4 separate regions of the Mus musculus genome follow, and regions 1, 2 and 4 are each linked to region 3. A link is a contact called in public Hi-C, HiChIP or PLAC-seq and promoter capture Hi-C data. All regions are on one chromosome and are shown on one strand. Each heading gives the region's core, a stretch centred on a gene start, on an enhancer-like site or on the middle of the called end of the contact. The rest is flanking DNA. Distances are from core to core; before and after follow the strand shown.

Region 1 (5,178 bases), core at 491-2,990, 200 kb before region 3:
CACTGGATGCTCTTGCAGAGGACCTGGGCTCACTTCCCAGATTTATTTGGTGGCTCACAAAAACCAACAACAATTTGTTGTTGTTTATTTTTCAAGACGGGATCTCACCACTGAGCTCTGACTATCATGGAACTCACTCTGTAGACCAGGCTAGCCAAAAAAAAAAAAAAAAAAAAAAAAAAAAAAAAAAACACAGAGGTCCAACTTCCTCTGACCCCAGAGTGCTGGGATCAAAGGCCTGTGACACTACACCTGGCTGACCAAAAGGAATTTAAAGCAGCTGACACTTTGTGCTGAGGGCTCACCTCTGACCTGGAATGACACAACTTTGGTCAGTGGAACTTCCCGCTCCTGTTTCTTTAAGGAAAGAACTGTGTTACTGCCCAGAGTGTGCTCTCAGCCACAGCATTGGGCAGGATCCTTTTTTTTTTTTTCCATTCATTTCTTCATCTGTTTTAGGGTTTTTTCCCCCTCACACTCTGGAGTGAATCCAGCTGTAGTGTAGCCCAGGATGGACCAGCCTCCACTATCCATCCTCCTGCATCAGCCTCTGCCTGCTGAACTGCTAGGGCCACCCACAATGCTGTTTTTCTTCCCTGTTTTCCTGCATGTGAAGGGCTAATGACCTAGAAGCCCCAGGCAGTCTGAGTGACTCCCTGCAGGAGGAGATATGGTGCTGATGTCAGTGTGCAGTGAGGATCAGGGAGGCCAACGGGGTAAGCACCCCACCAAAATCCACCAGCTTGGGGAAGCAGGACTAGGTCTGCAGACCCCCAAAGGTCCCATTTCCACCCTAATCCCCTGGAGCTCCCTGTGCCCGGTGAGCAGTCTCCACTAGCAATGGCTTCCTTCCTGGAGATGCATAAAGGCCAATCCTGCTCTTGCAGAAGGCCAGACTCTTTATTTCCTCATCGAAGTACATCCTGGTTAATGCTCGGGTGTGCACATGTGAGTATACACTTGTTTGTGTATTTGTGTGCATATGTGCACAGGCAAGCTCAGGAGTGTATTTAGTGTGTGCATGCCCTGTGCGTGTGCATGTGAATGTGTGTGTGTGTGTGTGTGTGTGTGTGTGTTTGGGACCTGCCATGTCAGTTCTCAGAATTGGAACTGGAAGCACAGCCCGAGCTCTTAAACTCTGAGCCCTCTCTCTGCCCTCTAAACAAGAGATGAGAAGATGGAGGCAGGGGTTGGAGGGCATCAAACTGTTTTGATGAGGCCTTGGGTATGTCACCCAAAGGTGATTTTCAACCTTGCCAGGGCCCTGAAAGACAGCTCATTTTAATAGTCACTGCTGACCTGTACTGTCCCCAGCTTGGTGGTACGGCCTGTACTTCACCCTTGGGGATGCCCAGACCCCACCCTCACCCAGACCCCCTGCACCACAGGGGAAAATGTAGGGTGTGAGTAGGAGAGGGGGCTTCTGGGAAGTCTGAGCTTTCTGTTAGAATTGTCTGTAATCCTAGACCTGCAAGTCCAGAGGTAAAGGAAAAACAAAACCTGGGGAGGTGCTGTTCTTAAAAAGAAAAAAAAAAAAAGCAGTTCCGCCTAAAACGTTTGCAGGAGATGGAAGCCGAGCTCAGGAGCCACCAGCCACCTTCTGTGGTTTCCTGATTCCGTTTCCCTTCTTCTACGTGCACAGATTGTTCCTAAAACGTACCGTGTAACAGCCTTTTTTCCAGAAGAAATCCCGAGAAAGCCAGGTCAGTTTCCTTACACATTCTTCCCTGGGCCGGATCTTAAGAAAGCTCAGGCTTGGATGGGGAGGTACCTGTTCAGAAGCCCTAACGCCATTGGCTGCTCGGGCCTGGATGATTTGCATATCCGCGCCCTTCCCGGGAAATGGAAACTGAAAGTCCCATTTCTGCTTCAGCCAGCCTAGGAGACACAGGACCTGCTGGCTGCAGAGGTAAAAGCTGGACCTAGGATGGAGCAGGATCTGAGGAGCATCCCGGCCTCGAAGCTTGATAAGTTCATAGAGAACCATCTCCCGGACACCAGCTTCTGTGCTGACCTCAGAGAAGTCATAGATGCCCTGTGTGCTCTCCTGAAGGACAGATCCTTCCGGGGCCCCGTCCGCCGAATGAGGGCCTCTAAAGGGGTCAAGGTGAGCCTTCCTCAGCCTGAGCTGGCCGAGATGAGGTGGGACAGGACTTTCAGAAGCCAGGCTGCAACCCTGATCCCTCCTCTTAATTCTGATCACAGCTGGCGATGGGTTCTTCCCCCCAAGTCCCACATCTGTATTGGAGAAGGAGCCTCAGCTACAGTTTATGTTCCCCACTCCCAGGCCATGTCCATTTCAGAGTCGGGGAAACTGAGGCCCAGAATGGCAAAGCAGTTTTCTGGAAAGTGGAGGGGCAGGTGGTGGGGCAGTGGTAATACAACCTTTGCACTGCTGTGTGACTTAGGGTAACTTAACTACCTTCTCCATGTCCAGTGTTCCACGCCCCAGGAATGATAAGGTCACATAGACTAAGTCAAATGTGACACGGAGGACAGACCAGGACTCGCCTGCTATGTGACTGGATTGATGGACCCTCTCTGGACTCGGTTCCCGGGCTGTCTGTCAAATCACATTTCATGACACTGGTACTTAACTCTCAGACTCTGTGAAGGGTGCAGAAATGAAGTTGTTTTCTTGTTTTCAGTTGACTGTATTTCTACATTTTTAGTTGTGAGTGGGGCTCTGTATGTGTTAGTGCAGGTTTGGTCAGAATTGAAAAGGGGGTGTCAGATCCCTTAGAGCTGCAGTTACATAGGTGGCTCTGAGCTGGCCTGCTTGGGTGCTGGGAACTAAACTGAGGTCATCAGCAGGAACAGCAGGCAGTTTTAGCTACTGACCCACCTCTCCATCCGGAGATGTGACAATTTGTAATGCCCTCTCTCAACAGTAGCTGATGCTCATGTGTGTTAGTGATGATTCTAAGCATTTTATTTAGGGAGGCTTTGTTCAGCATGAATTCTTCTTTTTATGATATTTGTTTTACAGACTTGGATCACCTTTATTGTTTTTTTCAGTTTCTCTATGATGTTATATGTTATTCTATATCACACAAGGCCATCTTCTCTTTAATGATGTCACTTGCGCATATTTCCTCCCAGCTAACAATGCCAACCATGGGACTATGGCTACATTCTCATATATCTGTATTAATTTAGTCATAGTCTCCTTCCAATCTCTACTATCCTTTACCTCCCACCAGACCCTCCCCAGAGATTCACTCTCTGATGGTATGTCACATGTGTGCAGCTAATGTGGGCACTGCATGAGTGCTACTGTACCCTTCCCAAACTCTTCTGTGCTTGTTTCATTTAGACCTCTCCCCCACTCCCATACACAGCCCCCCCCCCCACACACACACTTGAACACACAGAGACTCCACAGATGAACATGGATATTTTCCCTTCACGGTGTGGTTTATCTTCTGTATCAAGAGGAGATCCAGCACCCTCTATTTTCCTACATAGATTCTGATGTCACTCTTCAGGGCTGACTAATATTCTCCTGCACATCTAGCAGCTTGCTCCATCCATCCAACCATCCATCCATCCATCCATCCATCTATCACCTTGGTGATGGACTCCAGTTCAGCATCTGGACCTCCCAGCATGGCTCTCCCTGTCCTTTGTCATTCTCTTTCTTGTCTTTCAGGGCAAAGGCACCGCGCTCAAGGGCAGGTCAGACGCTGACCTGGTGGTGTTCCTTAACAATCTCACCAGCTTTGAGGATCAGTTAAACCAACAGGGAGTGTTGATTAAGGAAATTAAGAAACAGCTGTGCGAGGTTCAGCATGAGAGACGTTGTGGAGTGAAGTTTGAGGTCCACAGTTTAAGGAGTCCCAACTCCCGGGCTCTGAGCTTCAAGCTGAGCGCCCCCGACCTGCTGAAGGAGGTGAAGTTTGATGTGCTGCCAGCCTATGATTTACTGGGTAAGGCAGCCTGCCAGAGAGCCTCAGCTCACCCTTCTGCATGCCTTCATCCTCCCTTCTAGTTCCACCTCTGTGTGTGTGCACATGTGTGTTGCGTAGGTGTTCTCTTGTGTGTGGGTGTGATCCGGAACCATGGCTAACTCATCTCAAGAGTCATCCATCTTTTTTGAGACCTTGTCTCTCCCTGGTTCAGAATTCACACTTGAGCCTGACTGGCTGGGAAGAGCCCCAGGGACCCTCAGAGTCTCCCCCTTCTCAGTTCTGAGATTACAATCCTACACCACCAACACTGGCTTTTTCTCTGAGTTCTGGGATTCCGACGGGGGTCCTCATGCTTGCGAGCCAAGCACGTTACAGACTGAGCTATCTCCCCAGCCCACACCTTCCATCCCTGAACTGAAAACCATTATCATTTGAGAAATTCAACTAAAGAGAATGTCTCTTTAAAGCTGCGCTGGGGAGGAGGGATTTTGGAAATTTGGTAGCGGGGAGACAGAATCCATCCCACAGGGACATTGAGCAGCCTGCTGGCTCACTTAGGGGAGGGAGTCAAACTAGATGCTCCCTCAGCATACCAGTCCTACTCACGGCTAGCTGTGGGTTTTGTCTTCTTAAACATGAGACAGTGTAGACTTCACTGAAAATAACAAACTCGCGAATCTTCTCCCTCAGAGCTGTTCAGAGACCTGGGGTGTCTGCAGGAGAGTTTGCACAGGACGCAGATCTCATCGGAGCTCTGGCCCCTCAGTAAAACTGCAGATGCAGCCACCCAACTCACACATGCACACACATTTTATAACATTACACATTAAAAGATCTTATCTTTTGACAAAAATCTCAATTATTCAATTTTACCAATGAAGACTTGCAAAGCCAGATACTGTGGTAAAATCCTGCTAGCTCAGGGAGGCAGAGAAAGCACCTAGCTGACCTTCCTCCTGAGCCAGAATGTTCCAGAATGCATCCCCTTCTCATGCTATCTCATAACCTCTTTCAAATGGAATGTCCCTCCCCTCTACTTCCTGTGGGTCTCTCTATCCCTCCTTCTGACTCCCTCTTACTCTCTGTGGTTCCTTCTTAGTAATCCCATGTTCGCTTCTGGTCAGCTGGTTGCTTGCTCTGCCTCTTGATCTATGATTGGCTTTATTTAATCCTGTTTACAATATTCAAGCAGAAAGCTCCTGGATTAAGGGTGTGTGCTAAGGCTGAGCCACCACACCTAAAACCAGGTTTTTCCAATAAACAACTC
Region 2 (5,823 bases), core at 3,029-5,528, 130 kb after region 3:
GCACATGTGCAGACTTCCCTATGTTCAAGGCCTTCCTGGGCTACATGAAGACCACAGGAGGAATGAGTAGTTCTTATTCAAGGAACATGAGAATCTACAGGCTTCATGTCTAAGACCAAGTGCCCTGGGATGCTTAGGCATGGGTACACTATGTGAAGAGTCAATGGCCACTGCACACTATCCATGGATGTGCTCCCAGAGCACAGACAACAAATCCAATCAAAGTGAGGCTCCTGCGTGGCCACCCTCTTCACTCTGGACACCTTCCATTCTGGGAGACTGAGCAGCAAGGAGAGGGAGCTGTGCACATCCCCATCCCAGAACTGGGGAGGAGGGGGCAGGAAGAACAGGATTCTAACCTGCAGTGGTTATTCCTGGTTGTCAACTTGACCATATGAAATGAATGAACTCCAATCCAGAATTGGAAGGCTCACCAAGCATCCCGACTTCTACAAACTGTGATTAGGGCAGGGGCTGTTGGGGACTGTGGCAGGAGGGAGACACTGACCACAGTACATATCTTCAGACATAACATCTTCCACGGGCTCTGGAAGCCTCATGCCCAGCACTGGACTGGACAAGGTAGAGCAAACTTGAACTCTGCTGAGAGTAGACTCCACCACCTCAGCATGCACTGTGGGGTGCTGGGCACACTAACCAACTAACCATGACAATCATCCCATAGCATTTCCACACACAAAATACACTGTACACTCTCAATACATAGACACAGTATTTTTGTTTTGAGGCAGAGTCTCATTATATAGCCCTGACTGGCCTGGAACTCACAGAAATCCCCCTGCCTCTGTGTCTCTGCACTATAGGAATTAAAGGCATGTGCCACCATGCCCAGCTAGCCTTGATTCTGTAAGTTCCCAGTGAAGAAACCTCACCATCATCTTCTCAAGAGGCAGAGCTGACCTGACTGTCCTGAATCAACTTAGCCCTAAGGTACTGGAGTGGTGCAGAAGGGCCTGGCACAGCACAGCCTGAGTCTCAGCTGCAGGGTGCAACTGACAGCTCCTGGAATGTCCCAAGTATGGAGCAAGAGCAATAGTATGACATAGAAACTATTCCAGATGAAAGACAGGAAACAAACATGAATGCTATACACACCATGTGACCCTGACCACAGCAAGACAAACTGGAAAAATCTGAATGTGGAGTATGGCCTACTTTAGCTTTTTGAGTTGTGTTTATGTCTGTGTGTGCACATGAGGAAGTCACCATGAGGTGTGTGTGTGTGTACTCGCGCACACACACACATGCACTGGATCCCTTAGAGGTGGAGTTACCTGCAGTTTTGAGCCCTCTGCCATCATGTCCTCTATAAAAACAGTGTGTATCCTTAACCTCTGAGCTGTATTTCCAAGACATATGTTTAATTTCTTGTTTGGTTGTGGTTTTATCAAGAAAAGGTCTAACATAGCCCAGGCTAGACTGGAATTCCCAGCCTTCTTGCCTCAAGCTACATAAGTGCTCACACATGCTGGGCAAGCTTGTGTGCTGTACTGGGATGGACCCCAGGAGCCTAGTAAATGCTCACACGCTGGGCTCCAGCCCTGACCTGCAGATTATACAGAGCTTTCAATTTGCTCCCCCAACTTAGTAACTGAATCATGATGATGTAACAGAACATCTTTTTTTAAAAAATATATACCAATGCACTTAGAAGCAAAGAGGTACAGACTCATGTAAGTTATAAACATTCCCTTTTTAAATATTATGTATATTAAATAAAGTTTGAAGAAAAAAATAAATGCTTGTGTTCAGAAGTTGAGTAAAAGAAATACCACGCACTCCACACACTGCTTTTGCAAATAAAGTACTTACTAATATAAATGGAAAATTAAAAAAAAAAAAAAAACAAAAAAAAAACCTCTCAACAAATCTGCAGTGGCACAGCTGGGCACTGGTGGTGCCACTTTTGATCCCGGTGCTTGCGGGGCAGAGGCAGGCAGATCTTTGTGAGTTTGAAGCCAGCCTGGTCCACAGAGTAAGTTCCAGGATAGCAAGGGCTGTACAGACAAAGAAACTCTGTCTTGAAATAACAAACAAAAAGCCCTGCAGCACAAGAGGCAGTCTTAATAAGCCACTCAGGACTGTCCCTACGGTGCTCTGTCCCGTTCTCTGCTCGCCCCTCTGTGTATCTCTTTCTTGCTGGCCCGCTTCCTCTGTTTCACTCCGCCTCTTTCCCCACGGTTCTCCACCCAACTGCCACTTTGTTTTCATTTAGCAATTCTTTTACTCCCAAAGGGCTTAACTCATCCAAAGTTGGAAGATGGCTACATTTTGAACTAATTCATTATACTAAATGAGTTTTGTCCTGTTGCTTAATTTAAGAATCCGCTGGGCTTGGGCTGGAGCCATATAGTGCAGTGGTTAAGGACGCAAGTGCTTCTGCAGATGAAAGCTAAGTTCCCATCAGCAACCCTGGGCAGTGCACATCCTGGTGCAAGGGGTCTGATTCCTCCTCCTTCTACACATGGACACAGGCTCACACACATTGAAATTCAATTTAAAAATAAGCAGGGAGACAGGTAGTTGACTGTTTTGTGTGCAGTTGACTCTTTTGTGTGCAGTGGTAGTTTTCTTTTTCACTGTTGCTTTGTTGTTTTTGCAATATCGTCCTATATAGCTCTCACTAACCTGGAACTCAATACACAGCCAAAGACAACCTTGAATTTCTGATCCCATCTTGGTCTCGCAAGTGCTGAGATTCAGGCACATGCCAGCACTTCAGGTTTACATGGGGCCAACCATAGCTCTGTGTATACTAGGCAAGTTCCAAACCAAGTGAGCTACACCCCCAGCCCAAACCATACACGCAGAAATGTATGTTTATTTTTGAGACATAGGCCTCACTATGTAGCTCTGGCTGTCCTAGAGCATACTACGTAAACAAGGCTGACCTTGAACTTAGAGATTAGTCCTTTCTCTGGGTGCTGGCCTCAAAGGCTTGTTCCACCACAACCCATCCCTCCTATATACTTTTTTAACACCAAAGTTCCAAGTTCCAAAATCTGAGTTAATACAATTGCAAAGTGCTAACACATACTAGTATCAAAATGAATTAGCTGAATGAATGACTGTATGAATGAATGATTGTATGTATGAATGAATGAGTGAGCGAGTCAGTGAGTGCAAGCTTGCATCCTTCAGGTGGAATCAGCAGGACACTCACTTGTTAACATGTAAGTAACTGAAACACATGCTTTGTGTCCCCATCAGTAAATACTCCTTCCCCACAATCAACCAAGTTACTAAATAAGATTCTTTTCCCCCAAAATTATTTCCTAAATCCAACTTACAGCCTCAGTCTTAATAGTCTCAGTGCCAGGAAGCAATATGAAGGCTCCAAGCAGCAGTCCCTCAATGGGGAGCAGCCAAAGACCCTCAATCCCAACTCAAATACAAACCCAAATGGTACAGAGGACTTCTCCCGACAAGATGACAGAATCTCCTGAATGTTTCTGACCAGGCTGAGCAACCATGTGCTAGCTCTTTATTTATTCCCTGAGCATCTCTTCTAAACTATGAGTGGTCCCAATTAAGTGTAAACTGGGAGACATGTATAAAAGAACTTTAGGGCAGCCATCCAGGTTCAGAGGTGGGAGGTACAGGTCAGTGGTGCAGTGCTAACTTAGTGTGCATGAGGCTCTGGGGTGCAGCTCAGGGGCAGAGTTCTGAGCTAGCGTGCATGAGGCCGTACGTAGGTTTGCTCTTTAACACCACAAAAAAAAAAAACAAAAAACTGCTTACATTGAATTCATATTTAAAAAATTAAAGTTGGGGATGGGTGGCTTGTTAATCAATCATGTGACCTCCTGACCCCGCGTCTACTTGAGTACCTAAACTCAGGAAGGGGCCCGCCTCTGGCTCTCAAGGAGGATGGTGCGGTTCTCCCTACTCTTCCAGGCCAGCATGGTGGCGCACACCTTTAATCATAACATTTGTGAGGCAGAGCAGGTGCATCTTTGAGTTCAAGGCCAGCCTGATCTACAAACTGATTTCAGGTCAGCCAGGGCTATACAGCGAGATGATCACTGTTTTTTTTTTTTAAGCTACTCATTAAGAGACAGCCTGCTACCCTATGACACGCACCAAGTCCCCTCTCCTGGGCTTTTGGAAAGCAATAGCAATAAAAAGGACAACCGTGGTTGGTGTTTAGACACCACCCATCTGCTGCAGCACAACAGGGTTTGGGAAAGGAATAAGAAAAGCTCCCCAAAAGAACGGCTCTCCTCATCTCCCTCAGCTTGGCGCATCCTAATTAGCTCAGCTTTGTGTCTGTTATGAATAGTCTCACATGGAAAGGCTCCAACTGCACACTCTTCATTATGCATAGCTTATTAAAATTGAAATTCACTGTTTCAATGCAGCCAAATTAGTGGCTCAAACTGCCACGCTCTATTAGAAATAAGGCATTCATTTTACAAGGCAGAATCAGAATAGATCAATCTAGAGCAAAGCTGAAATGGCTGGAAACTGTGGACCCTGAGTTCTAAGCCTAGCATATGAAAGTCACTTCCTCTTTGTAAGGCAGAGCCGACTGCCGCTCATGATGATGGCACCACACTTCCCTCAACTGGGAGGCAGTGGATGCTGACCACAGCTTACAGGGAGGCCAACTGTCAACATTTTCCAGATGAAGAGAGCGAGTCCAGACAGGAGCTGAGCCATGTGTCAGAGCCTCATTCCATACCTGCTCCTCCTCGATCCGGCGCTGCAGCGTCTCTATGTAGTGCTGGACAGCCATGTAGATAAACCGGTACTGTGCTTCTGTCTGGACCATCCCCGACCTCTGGGACCGCACCATCTGAATGGTTTTAGGAACGTCGATGTCACAGTCCACACCTGCAAAGCACAGACCCTAAAGCTGCAGGAGCACCGCCTGCCACAGCAAGGACAGAGAGCCGGTCCTTCCCATCAACTAGCCATGCGGGTGCAGGGCAGAACTCCTGAGTCAACACGCATAACAATGCCAGCAAATGCCAGGACAATGCCCCAGGAGCCCCTCGCTCCCCAAGAATGCCACCCAACACCAGGGCAGGAGGGACCATGTGACACAGGTGACAGAAGAGACAGTGATGGGACCAAAGTGCTAGGACTATTTTTAGCAAAACACATTGAAAGTGAATCTCATCCGTATTTCCATAACTGCTTCTTTCTCCTGCAAATTCTCTCTCGCAGGCTACGTTTCCTGGCACCTCCTGTCACAAACTTGAACAGGAATTGCGGCTTCTTGTCCTCCAATGACCTACCTTTCTCTCGAATGATGTCAATAAGGATGTCAATCACAATGAAGGTTCCTGTCCGGCCAATCCCAGCGCTGTAGGTAGAAGAGTAAGAGCAGAGTGATGAAGTGATGGAGCTTCACTCAGAACCAAGCTGTCAATGTCGACAGGCTCTCTGCTGTGTGTCTACACAATGTGCTGATAGGAGAAGCTTCCTATCAGCAACCCCTGCCCGTGCAGAGGGGTTCAGTCCTGGCATGGGCCCCCTAGGGTATCCTTGTTTCCCCATCTGTGGAGTGGGGGTGCGGGGGGGGGGGATCACCACGAGGTTCACAGTGGTGAGACTTGGGGCCCTGAACAACACGTGGCATCTTTTCTCTACTCCCAAGTTTCATACAACTTTTACTTGAAAACAGTTGGACAAATTATGGCTCTTCTGGACATACAAACTTGCCCACAGACTCGTGGCTTCCTGTCTTAAAAGCCACAGCAGATACTCAGAGGAAGAAAGGTATGTTCGTTTCTATCCTAAATAGCCAAAACCTAGCTGCAAAACCTACATTTATGGTGGTTTAAAAACAAAAAC
Region 3 (5,551 bases), core at 1,036-3,535:
CCAATGCACCACTTCAGATGTGACAGAGAGGAGGCAGGCTCCTGGCTCTCGGCCACCCTGAGGGAGACGAGGAGGCAGGGAGATGGATGGCCAGGAAGCCTTCGTGTCTGGACACCCCGGGCCTGGGCTGTATTGTGCTGCAGGGCTGGATACTAGAAATTAACCAGGGAAATGTCCCACGGTATTTGTGACACTGCCTGGGGGCCCCGGGCTCCCTTGATAACCCTCCAAGCCCTGCAGCCTCCCCACAGCCCAGCAATGGGAGGATTCACTCTCGTTGCAACAGTGAACCTCAACCCCCTCCCAACCCCCTGTTCCAATGTCCAGCCACAGTCTACTCCAACCAAAGAACATGAAAGTCCAGTATTCTAAGTATCACCCATGGCCAAGCCTGCAGCATCTCATTTGAGCAAGCCAGATTTCTTCACTTTCTATTCATATGTATGGCTTCCCATGGAGGCGGATTCCTCAAGGTCACCCCAGATTGGCAGCCAGGTTTCAGGGGACCCTTTCCTTGGCGCTAACCACCAGGCTACCTACACTCTCCTCCTGTGTCCTGCCCACATAGGCTTATACCCTGAGCTCCCCGGGCCCCTCATGGCTCTGGGGCTGGGGCTGGGTGACCCTCTTGACACTTCCAGCATGCCAGTCCCTAGGGTTAGCCTTGTCTTATTCCTACCTCCCAAGTTCAACTTCCTGAAGAAATTCCAGTGGATAGAGACGGCTGAAGTGGATCGAAGTGCTAAAAATAAAGACTTTCATTTCCCCAAAAAAGGTAGGAAGTAATTAAAGCAGGAAGCAGAATTGAGTCCTCTCCCATAGATCACAGATTACTGGCAAAAGCATTTTAAAATTAAACATGAGCTTCGGGATTGGGTGGTGAGGGACCTCTGCTTCCCACTCACTAACAGGTTGGTATGGGGTTACCCCCATTGGGATATCAGAGAAAGAAATTGGTATAGGGGTTACAGCTTGTCCTGGAATTGGGGGCCTGGGGTTGGGATGTCATAGCCCCCTTCTCAATGGCAAGGTGAGCTCAGTGACAGAGCCACATACATACCCCCCATCCAGTCTCTTACAGGTGACACCACCTGTAAAATCCCATCTCGGCATCCCCGGCTCGGCAGGCAGCTGACTGCTTGACCATTCATGCCAAGAGAAAAGGTGGCTCTTTCATGGATCCCCGCTCTCCCATTTCAGGACAGCTGAGTTTGCAGAACCCACCACAATTCAATTATTCAGCCAGCCCTGGCGGAGAGCCCGGTCTGAGCCCCATCCTAAGCAAATGCTGGTCCAGGATGCCCAGGCAAGGGTTAACATTCCAGGCTCAGCTGACTCTCCCAACTGGGGCCAAGATGCCCACCCACCAACTCCAAACACTCAGAGGCCCCGTGTGCCATACAGGCCATGAAGGGTTAACTAATTCGAGAGCTGCCAATCACTTTCCTCAGGTTCTGCTGCAAAGAGGACAAGCTGGGCAGAAGCCACTCTCCTGCTCACTCGCCTGAGCAGGCACACACTTGCCTCCTCCCTGGGCACTGTACTAAAACCCCATTTGCCTCCGGAGTGTTGCTGATAAAAGCCTACAGAATACAGGCAAAGAACTATGCTCAGTTCTCAACAGCCCTACCCTCCCTGCTTCCCTCTCCCTAGCTCATGCATGCACATCTCAGTTAGGGTCCTGAGATCTCCTAGTCCGTTTGCGGGACCACCACAAAGAATGTCACTCACCGGGACAGTAGAGGATTGCAGCAGAATACGGGAGCCAAATTCTTGCCAACTCCCTGCTGGGGGGGGGGGGAGGTGTTAAGTCCCAGCGACTTGGCTTGAAAGAACAGCAGATATGCCTGAAAGAAAATTGTGCATTTGACTCTCCCGGTCTTCCCAAAATAAAACCGAGGCACCAACACGAACACATTCCCCTAAATCATGCACACACATACACACACAAAAAGGAAAAAAAAAAAAAGACAAAAAAGAAATACCCCGTCAGAGGCGAAAACTAAGTGCAGCTAGAGTCTGCAGCGGTGGGCAGCGAATCACCCAGACTACTCCACATGGAAGGTTTTGTAAGTCTCTTTCTTTCTCTCCCTTCTTCTCTTTCCTCTCTCCCTCTCTGGGCAGCGTAGGCAACTCTGGGATGCGGGTAAGAGACGAATCAATTGCTTCCCTGGTGCCCGATCCTGCTGTCACCTACTGCAAGAACCCTGTGTGATCCAGAGGGAGGGGCAGCCGCTTCCCGGCGGAGCAGGGGAGCCCAGCTTGCCTCCCACCGCGATGCATTGTGCCGCGTTGCCTGCGGGAGGAGAGGTGGGAGGCCAGGAGGGGAGGCTGGGCGCCCCAGAACGATCCGGATTGGCAGTCAGTACCACGGACAGCACCAGGACGCAAGCGGAGGGGAAGGGCGGCCACTAACCCCAGGCAGAACAGGGGAAGTTATTGGATCCCTGCAGCAGAGGAAGGGAGAGGCCAGAGTAGAGGAACCAGGACGATTTTGTCAGACTGCATATGGGCCACCTCGCTGCATACTTATGCTAATATTGTCAAATGAGCTATAACAATCCCTGATCTTCACAGGTACCTGTGCGTCTCCCTGTGGCTTCCAGGATCATCCACATTGCTGCTGAAGTCTGCAACTCAGGCTCAGAAGACTGCAGGAAAAAAACAAGGCTAAAAAACAAAACAAAACAACAAAAAACAGGAGTGCCTGAAGGGGATGGTGGTTTGTTTAAACAACCACATCTGACAGGTTTCAGGGAGCCTGGGCCAGCCCCATGCACCCCTGGGGATGGCACTTAATGTTTCCACGTCCCATCTGCAAACTGAAGACACGGCCACCACATTTTCCTAATGACAGAAAGAATGAGTCTAAGGTAGCGATAAGAAAGCCCACACTAGGGGCTGCTCTGATTCCATGATCTATAACCCACCCTCTGATTCAAATGTTTTGGCGAAGATAAAGGACTTGACAGCCGACGAGGCTGGTGCAAGCGTGTGGTTTGAGTGGGATGGAGCTGGAAATCTTAGGAGTTCCAGAGCAGACATGATCCTCTGCCAAAGACCCATCTCCCCAAACCAGACTGGCTCTCCGAGGTAAAGTCACTACACACAGGAAATAAATCTCCAGAGAGGGGGGTGATATACAGTGGGAATGTGTTCCCATGGCACCAGCATCCCGGATCCCCAGTGTGTGCTGCTGCTGCCAGCTACAAGAACATGCCCGCGGTGGAGAGAGAGAGAGTGGCAAAGTCAAAAGAAGCCAAGGGCTGTTTAGAACCTCCCAGCCAAGTGAGGGGTGTTCCTCTCTCCACTGGGGACTCATATGTAAAGTTTCCCATTGAGGGCCCAGGGTGAGTCACTACTTTCGCCACTAAAGTCTCCCTTTGAGAGCTAGGATTCAGACTGCCAGGATCTGAGAGACCATTTGGAGCTTGGCTCTACAGATGATCGCTATGGTGGTGTTGACGGTGGTGGTGGTCATCTGGGTGATAATGAAAGCATGAAGATCATGATGATGGTGGCAATGATTATGGTGGGGGTGGTGCTGGTGGTTGCTGGTGGGGGTTGTGGTGATGGTGGTGGTGATGGTGATGGTGGTGGTGGTGATGGTGGTGATGGTGCAGATAATGATCACAATGCTGACTGTGATAGCTGTGGTGATGTCAGCTATTTATTGGGAACCTGCTATGTTCCAGACATCCTTCCAGAAGCTCTGCATGTCTCATCTGAGGGTCTCTGTGCCCCCTCTGTGGTGGCTGCCATTCCCATTCTATAAATAAGGAAGTTAAGACCAAGAAATTCCATTCCTTGCTGGAGGCTACACAGTGAGTGACAGTCATGGGGATCAAACCCAGGGCTGGGATTCCAAAGTGTGCCCACTAGGATGTCTGCCCTGCAGGACCACTCGACAGAATCTTACAGTTTGGGGGCTGAGACCTTACTGCTTTTTTTTTTTTTTTTTTTTTTTTTGGTTTTTTGAGACAGGGTTTCTCTGTTTAGCCTTGGCTGTGCTGGAACTCACTCTGTAGACCAGGCTGGCCTCAAACTCAGAAATCTGCCTGCCTCTGCCTCCCAAGTGCTGGGATTAAAGGCATGCACCACCACTGCACGGCTACTGAGTCTTTTCTTAGCTGAGACAATGGCACACATTCATTCCTGTCACTTCACCAATGGAGAAGAGACCCAGGGGCTTGGAGAGTCTTTCTAGTCAAAGACCTGTGAGCAGATTTGGAGGACAGAGCTGAAGAACGTTCAGATACAGAGCCTGTGTTCTCAAACCTACTCAAGCCCAGCACACACTAAGCCCTCAACAAACATTTGAGCAAACACTCAAGAGACTCTCAGAAGGTCAAAAGTCACACTGTGTGCTGATTAAGGGGCTAGAACCCAAGTGTCTTGTAAGAGTCTCAGCCCCTGGATCCTGAGGAGTTCTCACCCCCAGCGTGGCCTCTCGGCCATGAGAACCATGTATTCTGCAAAGCCCTGGCTCAGATCCAGCTCTTTTGGGGAAGAAACAGAACCACCAAATGCCAAGACACCTACTGTGTGTCCCGTCCAGCCACAGCTACTGTCTTGTGTCTTCATAATGACATGGAGTGGGGTTAAGCCGTCCAGCTTCAGAGGAGAAACCCAGAGGAAGAGGGGAAAGCCCCCAAAGTCGCACAGCCAGGCAGCAGCTAACAGGAGAGGAAATCTGCCTGCAACATCTGTGTCTTTATCATCCTCTTGTCCAATCAGGTCCTCTAAACCTCCCAAGCAAGAGTTAAAAAAAAATACCCTATAGAGCCTGATTTAACTGGATGCTTCTAGCTGCTTTTGCAGGCTGGGCTCCTGCCCAAGTCTCCACTGAAACAGGTTTTTTTTTCACAGAATGTATAAAGTAATATGGCTAAACCTCAGCTCAGCACCCTCCTGGGTGTCTGCCCTCTAGGAACATCCTCTTCTCAGGGGGACTCACCCACCTAGCCAGCTCCCTGCTCAGTCTCCAACTCCCTCCGCTGCCCCAAGTGTGCAGAGAAGATATTCAGAGCCAGCAACTGCTATGAGTTCTGACAGCCACTGCAGTGGGGAGCCGCCTTTGAAACCAGATTCCTTGAGGCTGCTCCCTAAGGTTCATTCAAGCCAGAGCTCTCTCAAGGAGCATCCCAAGGGGCTGGGTGCAGCAACCAACTGCATTGTCCTGCCCTTGTTCTGGTGAATAGCCAGTTAGGATGCCCATTCACCCCGCAGCAAGAGGGACCATGCTGGCTCCAAGAGAGCTCTCTAGCACACCAGGCTCTTTCCAGACTCAGTATGATTATTACTGTGTGTGTGTGTGTGTGTGTGTGTGTGTGTCCATGTGTGTGTGCATGTGGGGGGGGTGCGTGTGTGTGTGTGTGTGTGCAAGTGTGTGCATGTACATATATGTGTGCCTGTGTGTGCATGTGTGTGTATGCGCGCATGTATGTGTGCATGTATTTGTGTATGTGTGTGCATGTGTTTGTTTATGTGTGTGCAAGTGTGTATGTGTGTGTGCCTGTGTGTGTGTGTGTGCGTGTGTGTGTGTGTGTGT
Region 4 (5,009 bases), core at 297-2,796, 190 kb after region 3:
TGGCTCAGTGGGTCAGGTGCTTGCTACAAAGTTCTGAGTTCCATTCATGGGACCCACACTGTGGGACAACAAAAGTGGTTGTAAGTTGTCCTCAGACCTCCACCCACACAGCACACACACCCACACACACACACACACATATAGAAAGTCAAGAGAGGGTGGGTGGCTATGGGGGACTTTTGGTATAGCATTGCAAATGTAAATGAGCGAAATACCTAATAAAAAATGGAAAAAAAAAAAAAAGAAAAAAAAAAAGAAGATAAAAAAAAAAAAAAGAAAGTCAAGAGAAAAGCTCCTACCACTAGCAACAGGCAACAGACAAGTAGAAGACAATAGAAATCATGTGTATACGTCGTTCTAAGCACTATGAGGTAGAGGATAATTGTTATATGCGGGGCCTGTGATGACCTAAGTCCTCTTAAGATGACTGATCTCTAGGCCTCATGTGGTAGAGAGAGCCGGCGTCCCCAAGTTGTCCACTGACTTCCATCTGTATGCTGGGGCATGCATCCACTCCCCACTCCCACATGCTCACATAAGCATACACATAAAATAAAATGTAATAAAAAGTAAGGCACTGTCAGGTATACAGTGTCATTTTTCAAAGGATAGTAGCTTATTTAAAAATGTAATGAACAAAAAAGTTTTATTTTAAATCTTATTTATTTTTTCCTATTTAATTTGTTTATTTTGTTTTGGGGGCAGGGTTTGCTTGCATAGCCTTGGCTCTCCTAGAACTAGCTTTGTAGTTCAGGCTGGCCTCAAACTCACAGAGATCTACCAGCCTCTGCCTTCCTAGTGCTGGGATTGAAGGGGTGTGCCACCACTGTCAGACTTTTTTTTTTTAAAGATTTATTTATTTATTTATTATTTATGTATTTGGTTTTCAAAACAGGGTTTCTCTGCATAGCCCTGGCAAGATTTATTTATCTTATGTATATGAGTACACTACACTGTAGCTGTCTTCAGACACACCAGAAGAGGGTATGGGATCCCATTACAGATGGTTATGAGCCATCATGTGGTTGCTGGAAATTGAACTCAAAAAACTCTGGAAGAGCAGCCAGTTCTCTTAACCACTGGGCCATCACTCCAACCCTAACCTTTAGTTTTTAGAAGATAACTCTGGCCAGGCGTGGTGCAACACGCCTTTAATCCCAACACTTGGGCGGCAAAGGCAGGTGGATTTCTGAGTTCGAGGCCAGCCTGGTCTACAGCATGAGTTCCAGGACAGGCAGGGCTACACAGAGAAACCCTGTCTCGAAAAACCAAAAAAAAAAAAAAAAGAAGAAGAAGGAGGAGGAGGAGAAGAAGAAAACTCTGTAAAGTCCTTTCTTCCACCACATGAGTCGCAAGGCTCAAAGTCTGTTCATCATTTTAGGAGAAAGCGCTTTTACTTGCTCAGCCATCTCAGCTGCCCTTACCTATTAGGGTGGGGGTGGGGCCTGGGGGGACGTTCCCTAGGTGCATTGCCACGGAGTAAAGAAAAACTACATTTCCCATGATGCCCCATACAGGAAGGAAGTGATCTTGGTCACCTCCCGTCATTGCTTATAGACCGGAAGCCGCTGCCTTAGTTCTCTTTCCCGTCTTGCAAGGTAGGAATGGCGGGCGTCTGTGTGGCAGCGGCTTTCGGGACCCCAATCCTCGTCCATCCGAAATTGGGGGACATCCGGGGATCACTACCCAGGGCCGCCTATGGTCGGGATCATTCGCCAGATCTCTCGGGAGCTTCATTTCTGTCAGCGTGGGTTGGCGGGGGGCTAAGAACGAGCGTAGCGCCCGAGATGGTCGCTGGGCCCTGCCGGCTGCCGTAACCTGGGGAGGGTTGGAGGGCCTGTGTTGCGACTTGCGACCCTGCAGTGGGGGTTCCAGAACCTTCTGTTGAGCCTGTCTTGGCCACGTTGGGCTTCGCGACTGAAGGTGGGGAACCGCGTCCCCGGAAGACGACCGGAGAGCACCGCTGTCGGCTACTTTGCGGAGCTGGGGCCATCGTGGTGGCTTCGGGACCTAGGGCGACACCAGAGGGGGAGGTCTCGGGTGTTCCGTGCTGGTGCATGGGTTTGGATTTATGGCAGGCCCGTTCCCCTGGGTCTGTCATAGTGTCCCGTGCTAGAGCAACCCGTGGCCCCGAACCATTGCCTGGCCTCTGCCTGTAGGCTGCTGGCACTGAAGTGGGTCGCACAGAAGAGCCTCGAGATTCTGGGCTTCCTTGCCTGTGTAGACACTAGCAAAGATTGTCTTTGGTTTTCTGATTCACAAAAATGGAAGAATAAGATAAGGAACCACAAAAAAGTTTTTTAGCAAAAAAAAAAAAACAAAAAAACTAATAGTGCTAGATACTTAACCCTGTGTTTGGAAGGAAGAGGCATTGCAAGCATCAGAGGATGGTTTTCATACTAGCTTGTTGACAAATGGTTGATGAAATGCCTTTATTGTTTATATCCCTAGATGGCGGGTGAAAAAGCGCCTGATACAAAGGAGAAGAAACCTGCGGCCAAGAAGGCTGGCAGTGATGCTGCTGCCTCCCGGCCCCGGGCCGCCAAAGTAGCCAAAAAGGTTCACCCTAAGGGTAAAAAGCCCAAGAAGGCGAAGCCCCATTGCAGCCGAAACCCTGTCCTGGTGAGAGGAATTGGCAGGTACTCCCGATCTGCTATGTACTCCAGGAAGGCCTTGTACAAAAGGAAATACTCGGCTGCCAAGACCAAGGTAGGAGAGGGAACGGATGGCCCACTATGATGCCTTATTCCTGCGTTTGAGGTCTGGCAGGATCCTGGATTGATGGGTTTGTCTTTGTAGGTTGAGAAGAAGAAGAAAAAAGAGAAGGTCCTTGCTACTGTCACCAAAACAGTTGGTGGGGACAAGAACGGTGGCACCCGGGTGGTGAAGCTTCGAAAAATGGTGAGATCTAGTTTGGGTTGCTTTCCTTGGGGTTAGGGTTGAGGCTTGTCTGAAAGAGGCTATGTCAGTCAAGTCTAGTTGGGATAAGCTCTCAGGCTGGGGGTGTAGCTCATAGTGGGACCAGCACACTGGGGTTCTGGCTACTCCATTGCTGGCAAGTGGAAGGTGGGTATTTATCAAACTTGTGGTATTGATGTCTAGTTTTCCCTCTTGAAGAAAGTGGGTGTGTGCCTTCTGCCAAGGTAGAAGAGGTATGATGCGCTTTGTACCTTTGCCTCGGGTAGCCTGGTCTGATCTGAAACTCCCTTCTGAGCCACCTTCCCCATATTTGGCTGTGACCTTAACTCCTAAGAAGTGTGTTAGAGTTCCAAGCCCCAAGGAAAGCTTGGGAATGAGTGGAGAGATGCCTCGGGGTAAGGGGACAGTGCTGTTCCCAGCCTCTGCTACAGGCTCTTCCCAGCCACCTGGAACTCCCACTCCCAAGGATAACTCAGTGGCACATGTACTCATGGGCATACCCAGGGACACATGCAAACCGCATTCCTTTAATCCCAGCCCTCGAGGGGCAAAGGCAGGCTGATCTCAATGTTCTAAGCCACCCAGGGCTACAGAGAAACCCTGTCTCAGAAAAGCAAAACAAGCCAAACACTTTTTAAAAAGGTTAGAGTGTCTGTCTCCAGTGTGCCAGAGGTTCCTTTCTGTGTTGTCAGTGGGGCTTGACTCTTGGGGTTTTCAAGGCTGTGTCTCTGAATGCAGCTCTGGTGGGCTGAGCAGATTGCTCAATGGTGTGTGGTGCCGGTGCTCTCTCCAGCCTAGGTATTATCCCACCGAAGATGTTCCTCGGAAGCTGCTGAGCCACGGCAAGAAGCCCTTCAGCCAGCACGTGAGAAGGCTACGCTCCAGCATCACTCCCGGAACTGTCCTGATCATCCTCACTGGGCGCCACAGGGGCAAGGTGAGGAGTGTCCCCAGGGCCTGGCATGGGGGAGCAGCAGATCCTGGTCCTCGCATGCCTGGTGCATCCTGCTTTTTGATGTACCATAAATATTTTCTTGTTCTCTGTAACAAGTTTAACCCCTTAGTAAATGCTGTGTTTTGGTGTGGTTACGAATGCCATAGAGTCTGTTTCTGTCCCACCAGTGCTAGGACAAAAGGCGTGTATCACCTCACCTTTCCTTTTGACAAGGTCTCATGTAGCCCAGTCTAGACTTGAAGTGCCAGATGTATTCATACTTGTACTTTGGTTAATTCTGGGTGAGGTTTAATTGTCATTTCTCTGTTTGACTTCCAGAGAGTGGTTTTCCTGAAGCAGCTGGACAGTGGCTTGCTGCTTGTGACTGGTAAGAAAATCCTTGGTCTTTTATGTTTTGACAGGATGTCACAGCCCAAGATAACCTTGGACTCTTTTCCCTTCTCAGATACTATTACTAATGCTACATGATAAATGGTAGTTAGATTAATGTACAGTGACGTTCCCATCTAACACAGCTTGCTTAAGTTTAGCGGATATGTTCTTCTTGAGTGGAATACTTTTTTTGTTTTGTTTTGTTTTGGTTTTTTGAGACAGGGTTTCTCTGTGTAGCCCTAGCTGTCCTGGAACTAACTGTAGACCAGGCTGGCCTCAAACGCAGAAATCCGCCTGCCTCTGCCTCTGGAGTGCTAGGATTAAAGGCGTGCACCACCCTACCTGGCTGGAGTGGACTATACTTCTTAAGTCATCCCTCCTGGTTTTATATAGGATGACCCCCTTTTCTGGCCAGATTTCCTTGTAAACCTGGGTATGGTATGGCTTCATGGGGACCCAAGCATTTTTATTAAGGACCAAGGTCACAGCACCACCCTTGGCATTGCAGGAGCATGTCACCTGCACTGTGATAGGAGACAGGTCTTGTGTAGACCCGGCTGGTCTCAGATCTGCAGGACTCTGTACCCTGAAATTTAGGTTCATCCCCACCCCCTTTCAGTTTTGGAGGTCAGAGGTCAACTAAGGCCTTCCTGTCTTGTTGACTGACCCTATTTTATTTTTCTGCAGCAGTCAAGGGTTTAATTTGAGCAAGCATGTTTTTTACACTGGCGTGATGTGCTTGAGAGCCTGACCTGTGTGATAA

Evidence for each region. Promoter capture Hi-C pulls out the DNA fragments that hold promoters and counts their contacts. Hi-C and Micro-C count contacts between places; a contact is called where the count stands out from the background. HiChIP or PLAC-seq counts read pairs in DNA pulled down with a chosen protein or histone mark.
Region 1: a contact with region 3 is called in a Hi-C map of forebrain, with 3 times the contacts expected there. The contact joins the promoter of Oas1c here to the promoter of Rph3a in region 3. A contact is called at or near these places in 2 of 39 promoter capture datasets (both in embryonic stem cells), 1 of 484 Hi-C or Micro-C datasets (forebrain), 4 of 115 datasets of contacts at active chromatin or transcription factors (T-cell acute lymphoblastic leukemia, bone marrow-derived macrophages, embryonic stem cells and 1 more) and 1 of 9 other capture datasets (adipose tissue).
Region 2: a contact with region 3 is called in a promoter capture Hi-C map of hippocampal neurons, with 4 times the contacts expected there. The contact joins the enhancer-like site here to the promoter of Rph3a in region 3. A contact is called at or near these places in 2 of 39 promoter capture datasets (embryonic stem cells and hippocampal neurons), 2 of 484 Hi-C or Micro-C datasets (both in cerebral cortex), 7 of 115 datasets of contacts at active chromatin or transcription factors (SST interneurons, VIP interneurons, embryonic basal ganglia and 4 more) and 1 of 9 other capture datasets (adipose tissue).
Region 4: an H3K4me3 HiChIP or PLAC-seq map of forebrain shows a contact between it and region 3, with 3 times the contacts expected there. The contact joins the promoter of Rpl6 here to the promoter of Rph3a in region 3. A contact is called at or near these places in 1 of 39 promoter capture datasets (hippocampal neurons), 1 of 484 Hi-C or Micro-C datasets (forebrain), 2 of 115 datasets of contacts at active chromatin or transcription factors (embryonic forebrain and forebrain) and 3 of 9 other capture datasets (adipose tissue, liver and pancreatic islet).

Annotation. Positions count from the first base shown.
Region 1 is chr5:120,810,774-120,815,951 of GRCm38.p6, forward strand. It overlaps Oas1c (2'-5' oligoadenylate synthetase 1C), which reads right to left and starts at 1,741. Exons shown (of 7, transcript NM_033541.4): 1 at 1,661-1,741. It also overlaps the pseudogene Oas1b.
Region 2 is chr5:121,138,298-121,144,120 of GRCm38.p6, forward strand. Ptpn11 (protein tyrosine phosphatase, non-receptor type 11) reads right to left here. Exons shown (of 16, transcript NM_001109992.1): 12 at 5,265-5,332; 13 at 4,706-4,857. Among named protein-coding and RNA genes, the nearest start is that of Ptpn11, 50 kb to the right of the region's middle. Within about 2 kb of position 4,279, at least 32 of the 459 cell types and tissues checked have an H3K27ac peak or open chromatin away from gene starts, as enhancers often do. A contact at or near this core is called in SST interneurons, VIP interneurons, embryonic basal ganglia and 2 more, where this site is marked.
Region 3 is chr5:121,007,253-121,012,803 of GRCm38.p6, forward strand. Rph3a (rabphilin 3A) reads right to left here and starts at 2,286. Exons shown (of 22, transcript NM_011286.3): 1 at 1,986-2,286; 2 at 1,732-1,847.
Region 4 is chr5:121,202,955-121,207,963 of GRCm38.p6, forward strand. Rpl6 (ribosomal protein L6) reads left to right here and starts at 1,547. Exons shown (of 7, transcript NM_011290.5): 1 at 1,547-1,598; 2 at 2,452-2,709; 3 at 2,800-2,901; 4 at 3,713-3,856; 5 at 4,193-4,241. The coding sequence starts at 2,452. It overlaps LOC115490270 (a small nucleolar RNA gene), which reads left to right and starts at 2,056; the gene lies at 2,056-2,189.